2 separate regions of the Oryctolagus cuniculus genome follow, and region 1 is linked to region 2. The links are chromatin contacts, called in public Micro-C maps. All regions are on one chromosome and are shown on one strand. The core of a region is the stretch at or near the end of the contact, and the rest is flanking DNA. Distances in the headings are between cores, read along the strand shown. Region 1 holds the start of ATP6V0A1 (ATPase H+ transporting V0 subunit a1). Region 2 overlaps ATP6V0A1 (ATPase H+ transporting V0 subunit a1).

Evidence for each region. A called contact is a pair of places that touch in the nucleus more often than the background predicts.
Region 1: a Micro-C map of ear pinna shows a contact between it and region 2, with 2.5 times the contacts expected there. The contact joins the promoter of ATP6V0A1 here to the enhancer-like site in region 2. A contact is called at or near these places in 3 of 6 Hi-C or Micro-C datasets (ear pinna, embryonic fibroblasts and psoas muscle).

Annotation. Positions count from the first base shown.
Region 1 is chr17:20,393,736-20,401,265 of mOryCun1.1, forward strand. It overlaps ATP6V0A1 (ATPase H+ transporting V0 subunit a1), which reads right to left and starts at 1,833. Exons shown (of 22, transcript XM_051824974.2): 1 at 1,809-1,833. It overlaps LOC103351575 (a long non-coding RNA gene), which reads left to right and starts at 1,535. Exons shown (of 3, transcript XR_007911347.2): 1 at 1,535-1,895; 2 at 2,361-2,429.
Region 2 is chr17:20,340,396-20,348,087 of mOryCun1.1, forward strand. ATP6V0A1 (ATPase H+ transporting V0 subunit a1) reads right to left here. Exons shown (of 22, transcript XM_051824974.2): 20 at 5,928-6,045; 21 at 5,550-5,721; 22 at 1-1,171. The coding sequence ends at 1,078. Among named protein-coding and RNA genes, the nearest start is that of NAGLU, 12 kb to the left of the region's middle. Within about 2 kb of position 6,281, at least 2 of the 8 cell types and tissues checked have an H3K27ac peak or open chromatin away from gene starts, as enhancers often do. A contact at or near this core is called in ear pinna, where this site is marked.

The sequences.
Region 1 (7,530 bases), core at 583-3,082, 49 kb after region 2:
AAATAACCATTATCTTAAAAAAGGAACCAGCCCTGAATGAGACTCAATTTCAAGGCAAGCCTGCCAGGAACACATTGATAATGACAAAGCAGTTTTATGAAGGCAGAGAAAATGAGCCTTCCACCCGCGCAGCTTTCTGCTTTGTTTGTCAACCCCATCTTCTGGATCAACTGCATTCTTCCATCTGTCCAGTCTTCTCAAGCGCGAGCCCACACACATTTCATCGGCGTCTTACTGTTGCCGGTAGGAAAGGCGACTGGCGCTATCAGTGGTCCTGAAACGCAATTATTTATTCTCAATCACCTGCTGCAAGGCGCAGCCTGCACAGGATCTAGACTCAGCGAAACGCACACCACTTCGAGCATCACAAGGCTGCCTGCATTCAATATTCGCAGGGCAGACTGACATCGAAGGGAGATTTGCTACTCTGGAAGGTTGGGAGACATCTTGAGACATCCCTACGGCAAAACCTTTGTGCAAATGATGTTCAAGGCTGCAAAACAACAAGCTCAGAGGGAAGCGAGAATTTCTCCAGAGATTGGTGGCTTGGTCTCTAAGCCTGTGTGCACCTGATTCATCCGAACCAGCTGTTAGCAGCCTCACCACCACCTTCACCAAGTGTAGACTCCACACCTCAAAACACACCCGACAGCAAGCCGTGGCAGCACCACCAGGGCGGACGATGACAGCCTGCTACAAGCGCGCTCCCCGCCCCCAGGCTTTAATAACCAGGTCTCCCCAGAACATCTCTAGCCCACTGGAGCCAGACAGACAACCAAGCCACAGCGGTGCTGGAAGGGTCACAACGCGAAACCTGAAGAAACAGCACGTCCACAAAAGATGGGGCGGAACGCAGCGCCCCCACCCCGGCGCCCAGCCTCCAGGAATCCGCCATCCAGCCCTGGCCTCCCACCTGGGAATTATTCACCTGCTTACTTCCTGTCCACCCAGTGAGCCAGCAGGAATTCTCGGGACCCAGGCACCCCTCCCTCTTTGGACCGGGGGCGGGGAGAGGGGGCGGAAAAAAAGGGAAGGGATAGCCCCAAATCGGAGGCCCTCTCAAAAGCCCCCAGAATTCTTCTGCCCACCCAATAACCTTCCGCTTTCCCCTTAAACGGGGAAACGACCTAGGGCCTCCACAGAGCAGTGAGTCTCTGGTTCTTCTGCCCATAGTCCGGGTGCCCAAGAGGAGGCGAACCCCTATTTTTTCCCGAAGATTATAAGACCCCTGCTAATTCCTTTAACAAGCAACGGGGCTACCAGGATTTCCTGAGTCCCTCGAAGCCCGCTCCCTGCCGAGCCGTATCTACATCCCCCACTCACCTCCAGCAGCCGGCCCTGACGCCGCCACAGAAGCCGCCGCAGCCAAACCCGCAGCCTCAGCGGCTCCGGGCAGAAGCGCCTCGACGTGCGTGCGTCACCAGGGGCCCGCCCCCGCGGCGCCGCCGGGGCCCGCCCCCACGATGATCTCATCGCAGTCGACCAATGACGTGCAGCCTCGCCTGGGCGGCCGCAGCGCTCCACTGCGGGCCGCGGGCGAGACCCGGCGTGCTGCCGCCATCTTGGCCTCTGTGCTGTGACTCCGCGGCGGAGCAGGGAGGGGTTGGGGGCGTGGGGCTGGCCGTGCAGGTGCTTAGCGTTTGAGTTCCTGAGCCCTTCAGAGCCCCTGCTCCCTAAGCTTTATCTTGTGGGCAAGGTTAACTTTTTTTGTTTATTTTCATACCGTGGGAACGCCCAGCCATTTCTCCCGGAGAAGTAGCAGGGAGAAAGGGGAGACACCTGGAGGAATGCCGGGCCCTCCTCCATACCTTTCCCTGATTTTACGGATGACAATGCTTGAGCCCCAAACGGAGAGACTTGTTCCGGTAGATCCCGAGAAGCCAGTCTTTAACAACGTGCGTGTTTCGTTCCTTCTAGCAACTGCCCCGGGTCTGTTTTTCTGCAAATGACAGGAAAACCCTGTATGACCAGAGGTTACAGAAATACAATGTTTCTCTTGCTTCGTATATAATACCTGTGGTCCATCTGACCACTGAAGGGTTTTCAGTTCCTCAAATTTAGTATTAGAATAACAAATTTTGTAGCGCCAAAGTGATGCCTGTTATTTTTAAGCCGCCTTTATCAAATACTGACATTGATTCCCTTGTATTGCCTTAAAAAAATGAGTAGGGCATCCCAGGTCGATGGTTATAACCAGAACCATATCAGGAAAAACCTGTTGGTTTGTCTCTGTGGGTGGTGGAACCCCACTGAGATTCAAGGGCAATGAGAAATGTCAGGTTAAAAAACCCCCGGATGCTAATTAAATTTTGCTACCTGGAAAAAAAAAATTACCAGTCCTGCTCTGCTGTCTGTCTCAGGTCTAAATTCTTGCTTGAAGAGAAGAACCTATGTTACCCATCTCCGCTAACACAGCCAGCCCAAACACAGTAAGTAATGAAGGACCAAAACCGGCATTTTACTTGAATTTGCCTCTCATAGTGCGAGTGAAGATAGAATTTGACTGCCTTGCGGTTTTCTGTAAAAGTAGGATCTTAGCCCCAGACCATACCAACCTTTCTCAGCTTTCTCAGGCACAGCTCAGAGGGACCCATATTTGAAAACCTGCCAAGGTTTATAAAACTGTTACACAGGGGCTGGCACTGTGACATAGCGGGTAAAGCCGCTGCCTGCAGTGCCAGTTTGAGTCCCGGCTGCTCCGCTTCCGATCCAGCTCTCTGCTGTGGTCTGCGAAAGCAGTAGAAGATGTCCCAAGTCCTTGGGCCCCTGCACCCGCCTGGAAGACAAGAAGAAGCTCCTGGCTACTGGCTTTGGATCGGCACAGTTCTGGCCGTTGAGGCCATTTTTGGAGTGAACCAGCTGATAGGAGACTCCCTCTCTCTCCCTCTCCGCCTCTAGGGCTCCGCCTTCCAAATAAATAAATCTAAAAAAAAGAAAAAAGAAAAAGAAAAAAACCCAATGTGTATGATTGTCATTTCCTTCCTTTGAGTCAAAAAAAAATTGACCTCAGAGTCAGCTGCTTGCTAACCACATATTTTCATATTTCACCTTTAAGACAGTCTTTCCTCTGGACTCACTTCAGTTCCTTTGAACTGTGTTCATGGCTTCCTTGAAAGTACACGCTCAAAGCTCCTTTTCTGTCTCGGCTCTGCCTTCAGTCTTTATCCAGTGTCTGTCTGTTTTCCCTCTGTGCTCTCTTCCCTGGCAGCCTTGTCTGTAGTCAGGCTTAAATGTCTACGTGTGGGGCTCGGGTCTACATTCCCACTCACTTTTCTTCTCAAAGGCTTAGAAATGAAATTTCAAATAGCCTTTCAGGCACCAGACACTTGCTGAGGGCCCACTAGGTGCCGGCTGTGGTACTAGATGCTGGAAATGAAAATAAGGGACAGTCTCACTTCCTATGCTAGAGGAAGTGAGAAAGTTCCAGTAGTGTTGGGGACGGTGCTGTGGTATAGCCGGTAAAGCCGCCACCTGCAGTGCTGGCATCCCATGTGGGTGCTGGTTTGAGTCCCGGCTGCTCCATTTCCCATCCAGCTCTCTGCTATGGCCTGGGAAGGCAGTGGAGGATGGCCCAAGTCCTTGGGCCCCTGCACCTGTGTGGGAGACCTGGAAGACGCTCCTGGCTCCTGGCTTTGGATAGGTGCAGCTCTGGCCATTGTGGACATCTGGGGAGTGAACCAGCAGATGGAAGACCTCTCTTCCCCCTCTCCCTCTGCCTCTGCCTCTGTGTAACTATGCCTTTCAGATAAATAAATAAATCTTGGAAAAAAAAAAGTTTCCAATAGTGACAAGACAGAGATGCGTGCGATGGTTACTCCTATAAGCCAGCCTCGTGTCTAGGCACTTTGCAGAGGTGCCCTCATCCTCACAACACTGAGGCAGGTGCTATTATCCTCATGTAGTAGACGGTATAAAACAGAGGCCTATATCCAACAGGATTAAATTTGAAATGCTGCTCTAGAAGTCATTTGCAGTTCCCTATGGGGCTTAGCCAGTAATACAGTTCTGAGTGTCTGAACCGATTTATTTATGATTTTTCAAATATTTATTTGGTGGGGACTGGCATCATGGTACAGTAGTGGCTTAAGCCCCTGCCCATGATGCTGGCATCCCATACTCTGATCCAGGTTCTTGCTGATGCATCTGGGGAGGCCTTGGAAGATGACTCAAATACTTGGGCCCTTGCCACCCACCTGGAAGACCTGGATAGAGTTCCAGGCTCCTGGCTTCCGCCTGGCCCAGCCCCAGCCATTGCAGCCATTTGAGGAGTGAACCAGTGAATGAAAATCTCTTTCTGTCTTTGTCTCTCCTTCTTTCTCTGTCACTGCCTTTCGAATAAGTAAAATAAATCTTTTTGAAAAGTTATTAGTTGAGAGGCATAAGGATAGAAGACCAATAGACAGGCCGGTGCCGTGGCTCACTAAGCTAATCCTCCGCCTAGCGGCGCCGGCACACCGGGTTCTAGTCCTGGTCGGGACGCCGGATTCTGTCCCGGTTGCCCCTCTTCCAGGCCAGCCCTCTGCTGTGGCCAGGGAGTGCAGTGGAGGATGGCCCAGGTGCTTGGGCCCTGCACCCCATGGGAGACCAGGAAAAGCACCTGGCTCCTGGCTCCTGCCATCGGATCAGCGCGGTGCGCCAGCCGCAGCGCACCGGCCGCAGCAGCCATTGGAGGGTGAACCAACGGCAAAGGAAGACCTTTCTCTCTGTCTCTCTCTCTCACTGTCCACTCTGCCTGTCAAAAAAAAAAAAAAAAAAAAAAAAAAAAAACAATAGAGCTCTGTTCTGCTGGTTCACTGCTCCAAGTACCTGCACAGCCAGACATGGGCCAGACCAAAGCCAAGAAGGAGCCTGGAAATCAACCTGGATCTCCAGGGACCCAAGAACTGAGCCATCACCTGCTCCATCCCATAATCCCAGAGTGCACATTCAGAGGAAGCTGAATCCAAATCAGAGCCAGGACTTGAACCCAGGCACTCAGATATGGAATTTGGGTATCCCAAGGGGTATCTTATCTGCTGTGCCAATGTCTGCCCCAAAATTTAGATTTAAAGTCTTCTCCTGTGGCTGGCGCTGTGGCACAGTGGGTTAAAACCCCAGCCAGCTGTGCCAGCATCCCATATGGATGCCAGTTTGAGTCCCGGCTGCTCCTCTTCTGATAAAGTCTTCTTGCATTCTTTGATAAGCAGTGGATCAGCTCAATGATTGTGTCTTGCTACATAGATTTTACAGTGTTTTCCTCTGATGAACTCGGATTCTAAAACTCTTCTAACCAAGAGTCTGATTAGAGTGTTCCAGGAGAGCATTCTCCCAGCACAGCCTGAGAGTGACCTTTATCATCTCTGACTGCTGTCCTTGAAATGATGGTTTGCAGTTTTCCAGGGAAATGATCCCTTTCACAATTTCACTCTGAGTTCCTCAAAATAACACTTCTACTTTTACTTTCAGAGCCTGTGCATGTTCAAGATAATGTCTTTTGGTCAAAAACAAAAACTTCTAGCAGATTTTGAGGCTTCCTTTGAAGTTAAAGGGAGGTCAGAGTGCTTTAGCTCTGCTAATGATTACATGGATGAGGAGATCTGAAGGAGCCAGAGGCATGTGACATTTTGTGCAGCCCGCATGACTCCCCGTGAAGGACATGTGAGGCGGACAGCCTCCTGGATGGTGGGAGTTAAGAATGCCATGCAAGAGCCTTCTTAAAGAAGTGGGCTTTATAGAAAGTTTGAGATGGGAACAAGGGAAAGGACGGAGTGACATGTGGCATTGGCCTCTGTGCCATTGGCCTTGAAATATTTGTCAAAAAAAAAAAAAAAAAAGTCACACACTGGTTCAAGGAGATTTCTGAAGTGGAGAATCTAACAAAGTTTTCAGTATTGGACTGGTGTCTTTTTTTTTTTTTTTCCTTAATTTCAGAATTTTTTTTTCAGATTTATTTATTTGAAAGGGGAGGAGGGAGAGAAAGAGGTGTCTTCCATGCGCTAGTTCACTCCCCACATGGCCACAATGGCTGGAACTGTGCCAATCCAAAGCCAGGAGCAGGCCGGCACCGCGGCTCACTAGGCTAATCCTCCGCCTTGCGGCGCCCGCACACCAGGTTCTAGTCCCGGTCGGGGCGCCGGATTCTGTCCCGGTTGCCCCTGTTCCAGGCCAGCCCTCTGCTGTGGCCAGGGAGTGCAGTGGAGGATGGCCCAAGTCCTTGGGCCCTGCACCCCATGGGAGACCAGGAAAAGCACCTGGCTCCTGCCATCGGATCAGCGCAGTGTGCCAGCCGCAGCACGCCGGCCGCGGCGGCCATTGGAGGGTGAACCAACGGCAAAGGAAGACCTTTCTCTCTGTCTCTCTCTTTCACTGTCCACTCTGCCTGTCAAAAAAACAAAACAACAAAAAAAAGCCAGGAGCAAGGAGCTGCTTCTGGGACTCCCACAAGGGTGCAGGGGCCCAAGGACTTGGGCCATCTTCTACTGCTCTCCCAGGCCATAGCAGAGAGCTGGATTGGAAGAGGAGCAACCGGGTCTCAAACCCACACCAATATGGGATGGCGGCACTGCAGGCAGCAGCTTTATAGCACCAGCCATTGGATTGGGTTTTTTTCTCTTTCTTTCAGAAATGTTATATATATATATTTTAAAGATTGATTGATTGATTGATTTGAAAAGCAGAGTGGCAGAGGAAGAGACAGAAAGAGATCTTCCCTCCATACTGATTCACTCCCCAAATAACCACAAGAGCCAGGGCTGGGCCACACCAAAACCAAGAGCCAGAGGCTCCATCCTGGCCTAGCATGTGTGTAGCAGGGCCCAAGTACTTGGGTCCTTTGCTGCCTTCCTAGGCACATGAGCAGGAATCTGGAATGGAAGTGGAGCAGCCCAGACCCAAACTGGCACCCCCATATGGCAGCAATTTAACCTGCTGTGCCACAATGCCAACCCCAAAATTTTCTCTCTTTTAAAAAGTTATTTATTTATTTGAAAAGTAGAAAGTGAGAGATAGAGAGGTCCCATTTACTAGCTCATTCCCCAGATGCCTACATCAGCTGGGGCTGGGCCAGGCCAAAGCCAGGAGTCAAGAACTCCATCCAGGTCTCCCACATGTGTGGCAGGGACTCACATATGCCTGCTGCCCCTAGAGTGTGCGTTAGCAGGAAGCTGGAATTGAGAACAGAGCTGAGAAACCCAAGCCCAGTATGGAATGTGGGCATGCCAAGATGGTCTTAACCACAATGCCGAACACCCGCCTCTGTATTAGGTTTCTAGTGAAAAAGGAGGTCAGACCTTCAGTGAAGAAATACCTTGGGGGCTGGCACTGTGGCATAGCTGGTAAAGTGGCCGCCTGCAGTGCCGGCATCCTGGTTGTTCCACTTCAATCCAGCTCTCTGCTATGGCCTGGGAAAGCAGTAGAAGATGGCCCGAGTCCTTGGGCACCTGCATCCATATGGGAGACCCAGAAGAAGCTGTTGGCTCCTGGCTTCAGATCAGCTCAGCTCTGGCTGTTGCAGCCAATTGGGGAGTGAACCAGCGGATGGAAGACCTCTCT
Region 2 (7,692 bases), core at 5,031-7,530:
GTAAACAGAGCAAAGGTCATGAATGGGGGCAGGGGAGGGGCGGCTGCGCACAAGGTCTCGGTCAAGTCGCGAAGCTGGGGCAGAGCGGCCATGAGTTGAGGGAGCAGCTCCAAGTGGCCCCACAGAAACGCTTGCCTTGACCACTGAGTGTGGTGGGGAGGAATTCAGCGGGTGCGGCCAGGGCTGCCAGGCCAGCATATGATTAGAAGGCCTGGGGGTCTGCAGCCCAGGACGGGACTCACGGGGTGGCACCTTGCTGGGCCTGCCAGGGCTCCCACCAGCAAACAGGAAATGGGGTTGACCTTCCCCACCCCCGGCACCACCCCTAAGACTTGAGGTCCACGGGGAAGAGCGGAGGGGGCCTTGGCGGACTGGGCAAGGCAGGCCGGCAGGCAGAACCAGCCTCGACTACATGATCAGGGGTGGGGAAGGGCTCAGGGTCTCCCCCAGGAAGAAGTCTCCACCTGAAGAACCCTCTGCCAGGGGCGTGCTTGTGGGCAGCGTCCAGGACATCTGCTGAGCCCGCCAGGGGCTGTCTGTGCATTCCTGGGGGCGGGTAGGAAGGTGGGGAGAAGCCACTGGCAACGGCCCAGGTGGCTCCAGTTGAAGTTCTGATTAACAAGTACTGCAGAGGGCTGGGCAAAGGACAATACCCGCTTCTCGGATCTACCACCGCTAACTGGAGTAGGGCATGCTAAACAAAGAGCGCCCCCTTCTGGTAGAGAACGTGCCATGCTCCCCTCCAACCCTGCAGTGTCAGCAGCAAGGGTTCAAGGTCCCCATGAGGAGGGCATGGGCGCTCCTCTTATCTAGGGCGAGAGGGGAGGAGGAGGCCGGCCCTGAAGGCTTGTGGGAGGCTGGGAGGGCAAGTCCTGGGCCCAGCTTCTCTGCAGGAGGTCACACCACAGACAAAGCAAGGCAGGGCGCCAGGGGATCTGGCTCTATCTAAATGGCTCACGACAGCTGGGGGGCTGGGGGCAGGGGTGACATAAACACCTGGTGCTTGGGATCACTACCAACAGGCAAAAGGAACACAACCAATCACCATGGTGGGGGGCCCAGGGCCCCACCAGCAGCTCATTCTTCAAACTTCCCCTCCCGAATGTGCTCGAAGGAGAAGGGTAGGAACTTGAACCCAGTCCCACTGTAGAACTTATTCTGGAACTCGACCCTGGAGAGAGGAGAGAGGAAGGGTGTCAATGGACAGAAGCCTTCTGAGGACAGGAGGACGCTACAGTTGGGCCAGGAAGATGTCCGGGGCCTACCCGGGCCCACCCTCCCCGAAAACGCCCTTTCCTGGATGAGCCCTCGGGCGCCCAGCTCTCAGGCTGCTGTGCACAGAACACAGTTCCGGTCTCCAAGCCCAGGGCCACCTGGGCAAGAGTGCGGCCTCCAGGGACTGGTCTGCCCTCGCCCATCCTCGCTGAGGGCAGAGCCTGTGTTTAGGCGGCTTCTTTGCAGCACTGAGCCCTTAGCTGAGTCCCTGACAGCCCCAGGTGCCCCCCTCCAAGGGCCCCTCGGCGGGGAGTCTTCCCAAAACAACAGCAGAAGCCTCCCCTGTCCACACAACCATCTGAGAAATGCTCTCTTGGGATGAAAAGGAAAAACCGGGCCCAAAGTCCCTTCCCAGGCATTGGGCAGCCACCCCCGCCACGCTCCTCAGGGCCTTTCAGACTGGGTGGGGGCAGGAAGGCGGCCCCTCCCACAGCAGAGAGGGCTGTGCTTCCTCCTGCCGGCTCACCCTGGACGGCTGCCCACAGCCAGATCACCACCAAATATGGGCTGAAAAGTGCCTGGTCAGAGGACACGAGAGCCCGGGAGCTGTTCTGAGGAATAGTTTCCACTCGGTGACCCCCGGGCCCCACAACCCCCGCAAGAATGGGCGGGGGCAGAGGGGCTGTGGCAGGCGAGGCACACGAGAGTCCTAAGGCATCGAGACCCACCTTATTCCCTCGCCACCCTCCCAGCCAAAAAGGCAGCACCTGGGGGGGGGGCAGCCGGTGGCAGGGGTCCCCCGAGCTGCTGGGGGTGGGAGTAGGAGCCGGCTGCTCTCTCCCAGCGCTGCGGGGTGCAGGAGCTGAGCTAGGCTCCGGCTCTCTGTCCCCCCCACTCCCCGCCCCGTTAGGTGGGTTCTTCACGTTGGGGAGGCTGTGGTCACATTTGAACAACTTAAAAGAGATTCCGATGCCTCCTTTCCACTACACGGCAGACAGCCAGAAGTGGACAGGTCAGTGCAGGCCCCAGCCTGTGACCGGGGCCTACGCCAATAGGGCTTGAGCACCGAGCCCCTGGCCGGCTGATCACAGACAGCTCTCATTTCCAGGCCGGGTGAGTGGGGCAGAAGCCATGCTTCTCAGAGGCCCTGGGGACACGGCTGTCCTCCTGGCACCCCCGTGTGGGCCTCCCGCACCGACAGGCCAGAGGCTCTGCCCTGTGGGCCGCCGATGCCACCTCCCCCCCAGCTGCTGCTGAAATTGTGGCCTAGGGTGGCCACAGCCAGACATCACGGGTCCATCCTGGGGTCAGCCTAACTCCACCTTCTCCCCACGGCCGTCCCCAGCACAATGCTGGAAAGCGACTGCCCTGGCAGATGCCCCACCCTCTTCCTCTGAACCGGGGAAACACTGCTTCCTGAGAGAGGACAAACAGGGAGCTCCACCACGCAGCAGGCTCCTCTGCTCCGACCCCTCCAGGCCCCTGCGTGCACCAAGTCACTGAGACACCTGCTGTGAGAGCCCCAGCAGGGAAGGTGGGCTCCTGTGTCACCCATGGCAGCCCCAGCACTGGGACCCAGAGGTACTGACGGGGAGACCGCAGAGAGCACTTGAGTTACACAGCGCAGCCCCCACTTCTCCGGGTGGGTGTGGGGGGACACCCTGGGGCCTCTTCCACCTCCTGCTGGGATGTGGCTGCAGCTCTGCATGGAGGTGCTTCTCTGGCTCCCCGACCCCCGCTCTGGGCAGTTCAGGGCCCAGGACACACACCTGCCTGAAGGTGCGAACGGCAGGCACCGCCGCTGGCCCTGACCTCCACTCAGAGTGCTTCTCATCCCTCTTGCGACACGCTGCCACGTGTGGCAGCTCTGTGGTCCTTCCCATCACCCGGCCCCCTGAACCACCGACCAGTCAGGGAGCGTACAAGTGTGCAGAATCTGCCAGCTAAGAAGGGGCCATGCGCCTTGGAAGGGAAGCCTCGGGGCAGGTCCTGCATCTGCGTGGCTCTGGGGCTGGCAGTCGTAACCACGATCACACCCGCCCCCGCCTTCTGAGGAAGAGAGGACGGCTGACTGGGAAAGGCAAGAAGCCCAAGCACATCCTACGAGGCACGCGGGAGAGGAGATGAAGCTCAGGAGGAGGCAGACGCTGTTGAACGCCACCCACCTTGTAGGATCTCCCACGGACGCCAGACTGGTGTGGCCTGTTCTCAAACCCAAAGCTCTTCTTACCCGACCAGAGACCCAGGACAGGTGTCAGCGGGGCAGCCTCGGGTCAGGGGACGCCAGGAAAGCTGGCAGTGGCTTCCCTGCGGCTGTTCTGCAGCCGGACGAGGCGGGAGACAGAGCGGTACAGAGGCCGATTTTATCCACTCCTTTTCGGATGGTGGGCAAGATGCCCCCAACATGCCACAGGTGACCGCCCCTCCCCATGGGATCTCTAATGGCACACAAAAGGGCCACAGATTCTCCTCTTCCACCCAGTTCCCTACGACCAAATACAATTTAAGCAATTCCCGTGGGGTGAGCCTGTTTCCACAACCAAACCCGAGGGGCATTCTGATGCCCTACAGGCCTCCCTTGGGGTCACCCCTCTGCAGGCACGAGCCATCCTTGTACACCTGCTGACAGCGGCCAGGGCGCTGGCCCGGACACCAGGTGTGTGACAATTTCCTATTTACCATCAGACCCCTTGTCCGTGACGCCACCCTCTCCTGCTCAGAACCACTTGCCCAGTGCGGTGGAGCTGGGAGCTCCAGCCCAGGCGAGCCGGTCTGGAGGCTTACCCTGCCGTCACTCAGCACCTCCCGCGCCCCTCCAGCAGGCTGTGGGACACCACCACCGGAGGGCACGGGTGAGCTGAGGGGAGTTCTCAACACACACTGCTCCCACGCTGCCTGCACTCACCATGGAGGGGAGGCCGTGCCCGCCTCATGTCCGACAGCTCCCCACACCTCCCACGGGCTGCAGCGAAGGTGGGGTGCTCACTGCCCCCTCCATCCAGGGCTCAGCAGGCAAAGTGGACGGGGTGGCAGGGGGCCAACTGGGCAAGGAAAAGTCACCAGCACTGGCTCCCCGGCAGCCCCTCACCCAAGCACGAAGGGAGTGTGCTGGGGTCAGCGGGCTGATGAGCTGGGAACAGGGTCTGGGCAGCGCTCTGAGCACACAGCTCTCCTGACCCCCCGACCTCCTGGTTCCACCGTCAACAGAGCCGGGCCGGGGGCCGGGGGCAGGGGGCAGGGGGCAGGGGGCAGGCAGGTGGAGGCTGCGAGCAGGAGAGCCGGCCCGAGGAAGCTGCTTGGATGGGAGCTGTGTCTTGGCCCGCATGCGCCTCGCTTCTCCCCCGGGAATTTACCACCAACAGTGGAATCTCTGAGGAGGCTCAGCTGCGACCCAGCCAGGACGACAATCCAGGGCGGGGGAGGGGCCAAGGCCCTGGTGAGCTCAGGGAGACTCTCAGAGGTCACCAAGACCACAGGCCACCCACGCGGGGTCCCACAGACTCGTGCAACACTAGGGGTGAGGGAGTCCTCCTCCTCCGGGTACAGGGCCCAGAGCGTCTGGACACCGGGGTTTGAGACCCCCGCAAGAGGGAGAGTCCCAACATAAAGGGGGAAGCGGCACCCAGCAGGCAGCCCGGGCTCAGGGCGCGTACTACAAGAATGTTCACTGTGGGTCTGAAACTCAAACTTCACTGAGTGCCCTGTACTTTTATTTGCTAAACCTGACAACCCAAGTTTAAGATCACGGTCACAGCGCGGTGAGATGCAGCTCTCCCACCCGGCTCTCTCCAAGCAGAGCGTTCGAGAGGCACACACGGCATTAGGGAGCAAACAGGACAGCCCCCAGCCTGCCCTGCCGGAGGAGCTGTGTCAGTGCGCCCAGCTGTGTGCTGAGGGACCAGGAATCGCCTCCCTGCCAGGGCACAGCCAGGGGCCTGACCAAAGAGCATGGGGCGGAACAGAGCGGGCGCCTTCCTGGGCTTCGGAGTCTGTGCGAGACCACTTTCACTACTCTCCAGACAGGGCACTGACACGCCAGAACAGAACAAAAACAAGAAGCCTCAAACAAAAACCACAAAACCTCGGCAGCTCTTGCAAGCCACAGTACAGGGCACCGAAGAATGCTGCAGACAGGAGGGGACCTGAGGACACTCACCAGGGGCCTCTCCCGGGAAGCTTCGAGCCAAAAGCGGAGATCCTCTGGCCGCACGGCAGGTGCCAGGCGCTGCCGTGAGCGCTGAGGAAGCAGCTCACACTCCCCGGGAGGCACTCGGGCTGCCGTGCAGCACTAGGGGTCCCCCCCCGCCGCCACCCTGGGCCCCGCTGTCTCTCACCAGTGCAGCCGCAGGGCGTGGAGGAAGGCTGAGAGGCCCTCCATGATCAGCAGGATGGCCACGGTCAGGGTGGCAAAGGCGGTGAAGATGAAGAAGAGCGCTAAACCTCCTGCCAGGCTCTTCACCCTCAGGCCCATGTGGATCACCATGGTCCAAAGCACCTCAGACAGCTCTGGGACAGGAAGACACAGCACCCTGGTCACTTGGGGCTGCCCCGCCATGCCTCCCCCGGGGCGCTCCCTGTCGCCCTGGTGGGACCACCGCACACAGTGCGGACCTTCCCGCCTGCACTCCTTCTCTCTGGAGTCCAGAACCAGAACCTCCGGGTCATCCCCGCTGCGGGAGACCGCGGGCACGCGTGGAGAGGAGGACACTCACGTGCATGAGCAAGGCTGAGGGCCCAGAGCCGCAGGTAGGAGGCGGTGTTGGAGATGCAGCCCAGGCAGTACTCGATGGTATGGATAGCCTGGTGGACCATGGTGTCCCCAAAGTCAAACTGTCGCGGAAGAAACCAGACGGAAGACATCAGATGGAGGGGAGGGTGCAGGAGTGCAGAGCTGTGGCTGCTTCACGGAGAGCCTGGCCCAGGCAGGGCCTGCCCTCTCACCGCTGCCTCTCCATGCCTGGGCCAATGCCAGCGCTGCCTCCCTGGAGATCCCGACACCCCCCACCTGAAGGAGATTCTTCTCAACGCATTCGGAGTTCCTCCCTGCTGGGCTCGGGCTTGAGTCAAGAGCACGCAGCTGGGAGGGCGAGTCAGCCCCTGGGACAGCAAGGACCGCCGTGGACCTGGTTTGGGGCTGGGGAGGAGAGCAGCCCTGCTGGGAACAAGTCCCCCAGCCTCAGCCAGAAGCCGCCCTCCAGAGCCCTTCACTTCCTGCATTACAGCCTCCGGAGCCAGGGGGCCTCCTCTCCCTTCTGCGACCTCTGAGATGGCACAGGGAAATCCAGACAGAGTCCACGCTCCCACGTCACAGCGGAGGCGGCCAGATGGTGTCTCCTCTGCCTTTTGCTGTTTTCCTCTCATACCAACAACGATTTCCAGACTAAAGTGGAGCAAGGGAACGAGCTGTCCAAGCATAGCTGGGGTGCATGGGGAACGTTCTAGAAGCCTCAGATGCTTTTCCTGGCCTCTTGCTCTCAACAGCCCACTAAAGACCAGGGGGTGAACTCTGTCCTAGGGCTCATCCAGAGCCCCGCTCAGAATCCGCAGTCGGCCAGGCCCTCACACCAGGGCCTCCTGCTCACCAGTTTAAGACTCTGGCAAGGCCTTGGACGTCACCCAGATGAGGCCACACCTATGACGGCTGTCTCGGCCAGACTCCAGCCTCACCCCTCCCCAGTCTCCAGAGCCCTGGCTCTGTGCTCCAGCTAAGCTGAACTCCTGTTTACCTCTGCCCACCCCATAGGTCCTTGGCTGCAGAAGCTTCCCACACTGGCTGGCGAGGTCACCCCGCCCTCTACACACCGAGCTTAGGGTAACTCCCCCAGGGAGTGGGAATCCTTTCCCTATCTCCCCTGCCCCAGCCCCACCCAGTGTTTTCAGGTCCCCCTCTGTGCTCCCACAGTACCCTGGGCACACATCTACCATGGTACCTGTCACCCAAGACTCTCTCCCCACCGTCTGGGAGGTCCTCGAAGGCAAGAGCTATATTTTTCATCTTTCAGTTTCTAAACACAGTGCTTGACACACACAGGGCGAAGGATGCAGGGACAGGGGTGAAGGCCTGGTGGGAAGACACAGTGGGAGACACAGGTGCCGCTGACCCTTGCCGCATGGTTAGAACCTTTGAGGATTTCCCAGGTAACAACTGGCCTGGCCCTGGTTTGCAGCTGGACTGAATGTCCCCACCCTGGAAGAGGGACAAACACCTCCACCAGGCTCAAACGATGGCCTGCGTGGGACAATTTTCATAGCCAAGTCAGGCGGGTAAATTTTAGAAGTAGGCTGGACTTTTAAAAAGAACGTGTTTTGTTTGAAAACACCAGATAACTGCTTTGGTTATTTCAGTTTGGCTGTAGAGAACTCGTCTGATAAAAATGTTGATTACTGAGGAAGCCAAGGGAGACTGCGTCCCTGAGTGAGGTGGGTGGCTGGAGACCGGGGAGGCCAAATTAGAGGCCATCTTCCTTGGATGTGCAA